Linked DNA regions of Ovis aries: region 1 is linked to region 2. Evidence: chromatin contacts called from public Hi-C data. All regions are on one chromosome and are shown on one strand. Each heading gives the region's core, a stretch centred on a gene start, on an enhancer-like site or on the middle of the called end of the contact. The rest is flanking DNA. Distances are from core to core; before and after follow the strand shown. Region 1 holds the start of FMNL2 (formin like 2). Region 2 overlaps FMNL2 (formin like 2).

Region 1 (2,700 bases), core at 33-2,532, 130 kb before region 2:
ATATCTGCTCCATAGGCTTTTGGTAAAAATTCAGTAGTTATTGAACATCCACTGTGTTCAAGTCATCTTGAAGTTTATAAACCTGAATGAAACATGATTCTTGATGCCTGAGTTTTGGTGTGTTACCTCATTTAGAAGCAGTTGATTTTTAACAAGAGGGTAACAACTCCAGTTTTATATCAGAAGCACCTGGAGGGCTTGTTAAAAATATACCTGTCCCGGCCCTAGCTCTTAGCTTAGGGAAATTCTGATAATAGTCAGGGCCCATCCTGCAGTGCAGTTTTAACAACCTCCCTATGTGAATCTGATACAGGAACCAGGATTAAGAAACACTATTTTAAGCTAAGAAAGGACTAATCACAGGACTGCAGCCACAAGTCAACCAGGTGGGTACCCTTGAAATCTACAAAGGGTAATGTGGCTACACGTTTTCTAAGGCTGTCTCTAATTCCACTGTCTCTGAATGGACAGAATAGTTGTAAGAGCACTCAGGAAGGGCAGGGTTGGGCCCAGTCTTCTCTGTAAAACACCTGGAACAAGAGTGCTATAGAGGAATAAAACAGCTACAGCCAAAGACCATCTCCAGAGCCTTTTCAAATGCTCTGTTCTTATTTCTCATGCAAAGCATAGTTGTGTAAATTTTCTCCTTCATTTGACTGGAAAGTCTTTCTCTAGTTAAGGAACACAGTAACCCATTTGTAATAGCTTTTTGACAGATATTTGTTTTGAATCCTCCTCATCCAAATCCTGGGGTCTGACCAGGACGTATAAAGGTATATATCCATCTGAAAGTTTGTAAATATCCATAAAAGTACATTTGTTTATAAAACATTTCAACTGCACAAAAGAATATGTGAATGTGTAACATACACAGGGAAGAAAGAACAATATAACAAACACCCATGGACCCACATCCCAGTTTATGACGGAGAAAGTTGCCAATACCCATGAGGTCTCCTGTTGAACAGCTCCTGAAATTTAAATCAAAATGCGTGCATTCAATCATTGACTGGTTAATTCATTCACTTGCCAAATGTGCCCGATTGCCTACTAATCAATGTAGGCGATTAGTATCTCTTCCGTTGGAGTGGCGTGGGGGTGGGGGTCAAAAGTGACACTTCCCGAAGGTGCTCAGATTGCCTTTCCTGCAAGCGGCCCTAACTCAGCCGGGCCCTCCAGAGAGGGCGTGGTTTCTGCGTGCAGACACTTTGGGCAGAAACTACTGGTCCCGGCAGTCCGCGGGGCGAGTGGGCGGAGCCGGGCCGGGGGCGGGGGCCGGGCGAGAGGGGCATTGTGTCGGGAGCGCGGAGCTGCATTTGTCTGCTCTAGGTGCTGGTCGAGCCACCGTTGTGATCGCCGGCGTAGAGCTGGAAGTGTCAGCGGCGATCACTGTCCCGGCGGGAGACCAAGTCCGAGCAACCACGCTCCCGTTGGCCGCTATCGCTGGCAGGGGGCGGCGTGCCAGCGGAGCAACATGCAGATAGGCGCCCAGCGCCCTGACGACCCCTCCCGAGGAAAGGAGGCCGGGGCGGCGCTGGGGCGGCGGGGAGCATGAGGCAGGCCGGGGGCGGCTCGGCTCCGAGCGCTGCTAGGGAGCGGCGCGCGCTGCACACTCGCCGGGGGCGCAGCGGAGGGCGGGGAGCCGGGCTGGTTGCGCCAGCGGGCGGGAGCCGGCCGCCGGGAGCTGTTCTGATTTCCGACGCGGACGCAGGGGGCCCGGAGTAGCCCCCTGCCCCGGCGTGCAGCCAACATGGGCAACGCCGGGAGCATGGATTCACAGCAGACCGATTTCAGGGCGCACAACGTGCCTTTGAAGCTGCCGATGCCCGAGCCAGGTGAACTGGAGGAGCGATTTGCCATCGTGCTGGTGAGTGCGCGGCGGCGGCCGGGAGCCGGGCCCCGGGGCCCCAGACCAGGCGGTGCAGCTGACCCCCGCCCTCTCCCCTTCTCCGCGCGCCGGGAGCGAATCCCCGGTCCCAAGGGGGAGGCGCCTGCTTCGCTTATTGTGGCCTCCCTTGGCCTCCTCTCGGTCCTCCTCCGATCTCCCCGCGCCAAGCCTTCTTGGGGTCCCGGAATGGGGCACGGGTCTGGGGGTTGGCTGACTGGCCGGCCCCGAACCCATTGTCTGGCGGGAGAGGCACCTCGCAGCGCGTGTGTCGGGGAGGTGCGGCGTGGGCGTGAAGGGAAGGTGGCGCGGGCTTGGAGGAGGGGGCGGCTGGCCGCTAAGGCTTTTTGTTTAAGAAAAAAACTCCCCTCAAAGCCCGAGTCCTCGAGAACCATCCAGCGGGCGCCCAGCCGGGGCCCTGCGGGGTACGGGGCTGATGGGCGCATGTGGCGGGTTGAGGGCGGCGCGGTGCGCGAAGGCGAACTTGGAGGCGGACGTCTGGCTTGGCAGAGGGGAGCTCCCCCAAAAGGGAAAGAGAAGGAAACCCGCGGCAGTGCGGCGTCCCCGTCCCTAAGCGAGGAGGGGGACATCTGAAACCGGCGCGAGAGAAGCTTCGCCTCGGCGCGTTCCTTTTCGTCTTAAAACAAACCACAAAAATGTGCAGTTTTGCGGGGACGTGTTGCAAGCTGTCCTGACTCTAGGGATCCCTCCCCTCCCCTTACCAAATCTCCGACTCCCTCTCTCGGAATCCCCTTCTCCTAGCTTTCCAGCTTTGTAAATCTGAGACACTTGAAGACTCTCTTCTGCCTTTCCTT
Region 2 (2,946 bases), core at 132-2,631:
GAATTCTCTAGGCCAGAATGCTGAAGTGGGTAGCCTTTCCCTTCTCCAGGGGATCTTCCTAACCCAGAGACTGAACCCAGGTCTCCTGCATAGCAGGTGGATTCTTTACCAGCTGAGCCGCAAGGGAGAGGGAGATAATTTCCAAGAAGAGTTTGGAATTCTCTTTTCTCCCTTAACCCTTTATAGCCTCTTTGTCGCCAGTTACCACTTCAGCTCTTAAGCAATGCTAGATACAGTCTGGACCACTTTGGATTGAGTCATTAAGCCAGGAATCTGGCCAGTAACTGGATTTGAAGTGTGGACCTGAAGTCGCCTGATGAAATGAAAATGGCATCAGGCTCTTCTGTTAACACTTGGCCTCCTTTGGCCTTCTCCCTCCTAAGACCTCTCAAGTTTTCCTGAGTGTTGAGGGGTTGTTGGGAAAGGAGATGGTGGGGTAGACAGCCCAATGACTGTGGTATTCTGGAACTCTAAGCAAGATAAATTCTTACAGAGTTTCTCCTTTGTACTTGACAGAAGAGATCTTCTGTTCTCAGCTTGACCCAAAGAAGCATAGCAACATCTGCTTTTCACTCCAGGTGCCGTAAGCTGGAGGCCAGGAGGACTGGTCACATCTTTTTGTAGAGTTGGGTTGGCGCCGGTGACTCTGTGGCTTCTCTTCTTGAGTATCAGGTTGCTCGGATTTTGTGTCTGAAGTTTCTGGTGCTGCTGAAGATCATTTCTTCTTCCTTTGTCCCGCCGCCTGCAGCCTGGGAAGCCTCACATAGAGCCAGTGGGGGCTGCTCCTGCCCTGAGAGAAGTCATAGTGTTCTCACCCTGTGTTTACTTCTTCGCCAGACTGATATCACCTTAGCTTAACCCCCGAGGAAGCCTGGTGTCTGGGCAAAAATCTCACTTCTCGTTTTTTCCTGGTAACTTGGCTCTCCCCCCTCCCCACAAGCAGAGCTAGGGTCATGGACTGTGCCCATCCACCCCACCATCCTACTGTTTTTTTCCTGGAAGTGCCAAAACATTTCTCTCTGTGCTGAACCTGCTCATCAGTAATTCTTGATGGATTGTCATTCCTTTTGGCAAACTGAAATTACAAAAACACAAAAGTCTGAAAATAGATGTAACCAGACTCCTCAGACTTAATAAAGACCACATGTGCTCACACTTGGGCTTGAGTTTGCTCTGTTTGGTAAGCGGTACTTCTCCCACTCTCTGGCCCTTCCCTGCCTCCTCCTTTTCTGCACATGGAGACTGACAGAGCTTCTCCCATGATTCATCCTGTGTAGTTAGGCTGCATCTTTTTTGATCCTGGGCACCCTGTTCTGATTGTATACGCTGTTTAAAGAACTGTCTGTGCAGATGTTATTTTGTTTGCCAAAGTTGTTAACAGTGTAGGGTCTGTTCTGGTTGGCATTTCTTAGTGAGAGAGCTGTGGTCTTTCTCCAGGGTGTGCATGTGCACACAGTGGCTTTTTGCCATGCAGCATTTTACTTCTTGGTGAAAGGTGGTGCAGGCCGGTAGCATGCTTTTATTGGGCTCTCAATGTGTGCCTGGCACTGTGCTCAGCTATGTGTTTTAGCTCATTTAATCCTCAAAATCACCTTATTTCATGGGTACTTTCATCACCATCATCCCATTTTCCCAGTAAGGAACTCAAAGCACAGAGAGGTTGGGCTGCATGCCCAAGGTGCCGTGTCTGGTGATCTGGATTCTAAACCCAGGCAGTTAGTCTGCAGAACCCCTGCTCCCAGATCTACACTGCTGCTCTGAAATTGCTAACCCAAGTGATCATGCAAGGATTGATTTAGCTTCTGAGAAGCCATAGAAGAGTCATGGCTCTGGTTTAACAGTGATGTCTTTATTGGAGAGACTGTGCAGAACTCTGACTTCGTTACTTCCCTTGACACCTTACGTTAACAAGTAAACTTTCCCTGATATATTCCTGCCTAGTTTCCTCAAGAGAGGGTTTGTTTGGTTCTAGAACAATGCTATCCGATTCAGGAACCACCAGCCTCACATAGCTATGGAGCACCGAAATGTGGCTGGTTTAACTAAAGAGCAGACATTTTCATTTCATTTCACTTTTAATGAAATTTTGAAACAGATAAACTATGTTTGAAACAACTTGGGTATGTAAAGCTGCCCTATTTCAACTGGATCTTTCGTGACATTTAAACATAAGTATATCTGATGAAAGTTTAGCATCTGGGTTGGAATATGTTCTAAGTATAAAATATACTCAGGATTTGAAAGCAAAGTTTGCATTCTTTTTCATATTTTATCGTTAATAGCTTTTATATTGGTTACATGTTTAAATAATATGTCTTACTTAAACCAACATATCTAAAATGTTATTAAAATTGATTTCACTTCCTTTTTACTTTTTGATGTGGATACTGGTGAATTCAGTTCTATATGTGGCTCACCTTATAATTCTGCTTGGCAGTGCTCTTTTGAATCATAGATGTGAATGTTCCTCTATAGAATAATACTTCTGCTAAAGTGAGTGCTTGAAAGATGGTGAATGGGTAATTTGCTGGTGGCAGCTGCCTGTAACAATTGATTCAGTGGGGAGAGCTAATGTAACATGATGACTTTGTTGAAGTTGGTGTCTTATTTAGGGTACAAATGCAAAAACAATGATATATAATAAGCTGGGCATCACATTCACAATGCTTTATAGCCTTTGAATAAATTACCACTTGGAATATCGTGTGATCAGATGAAGGTGGTGAAAAATTGACAAGTCAATTATTCTTTCAGTCAAGAGGAGTTTTCCATTTCTGCTGAATTTCACTGTAGCACCTGATTTGTTTTTCTTTCCCTTTGACCAGATTTGACAATTAAATGTATGAAGCTCTCACGGCCAGCCTCTTCTGCCTGCTCCGGCCTTCTCCCCTGCTGTTCACCAATTCTGTTGTGATCTGAGGAGCCCTACACACATGCCATTTCAGA

The links. Hi-C and Micro-C count contacts between places; a contact is called where the count stands out from the background.
Region 1: a Hi-C map of hypothalamus shows a contact between it and region 2, with 3 times the contacts expected there. The contact joins the promoter of FMNL2 here to the enhancer-like site in region 2. A contact is called at or near these places in 2 of 16 Hi-C or Micro-C datasets (hypothalamus and skin fibroblasts).

Annotation. Positions count from the first base shown.
Region 1 is chr2:157,295,550-157,298,249 of ARS-UI_Ramb_v3.0, reverse strand. It overlaps FMNL2 (formin like 2), which reads left to right and starts at 1,282. Exons shown (of 26, transcript XM_060409919.1): 1 at 1,282-1,867. The coding sequence starts at 1,751.
Region 2 is chr2:157,165,031-157,167,976 of ARS-UI_Ramb_v3.0, reverse strand. All of the region lies in intron 1 of FMNL2 (formin like 2), which reads left to right. Among named protein-coding and RNA genes, the nearest start is that of FMNL2, 130 kb to the left of the region's middle. Within about 2 kb of position 1,381, at least 11 of the 54 cell types and tissues checked have an H3K27ac peak or open chromatin away from gene starts, as enhancers often do. A contact at or near this core is called in hypothalamus, where this site is marked.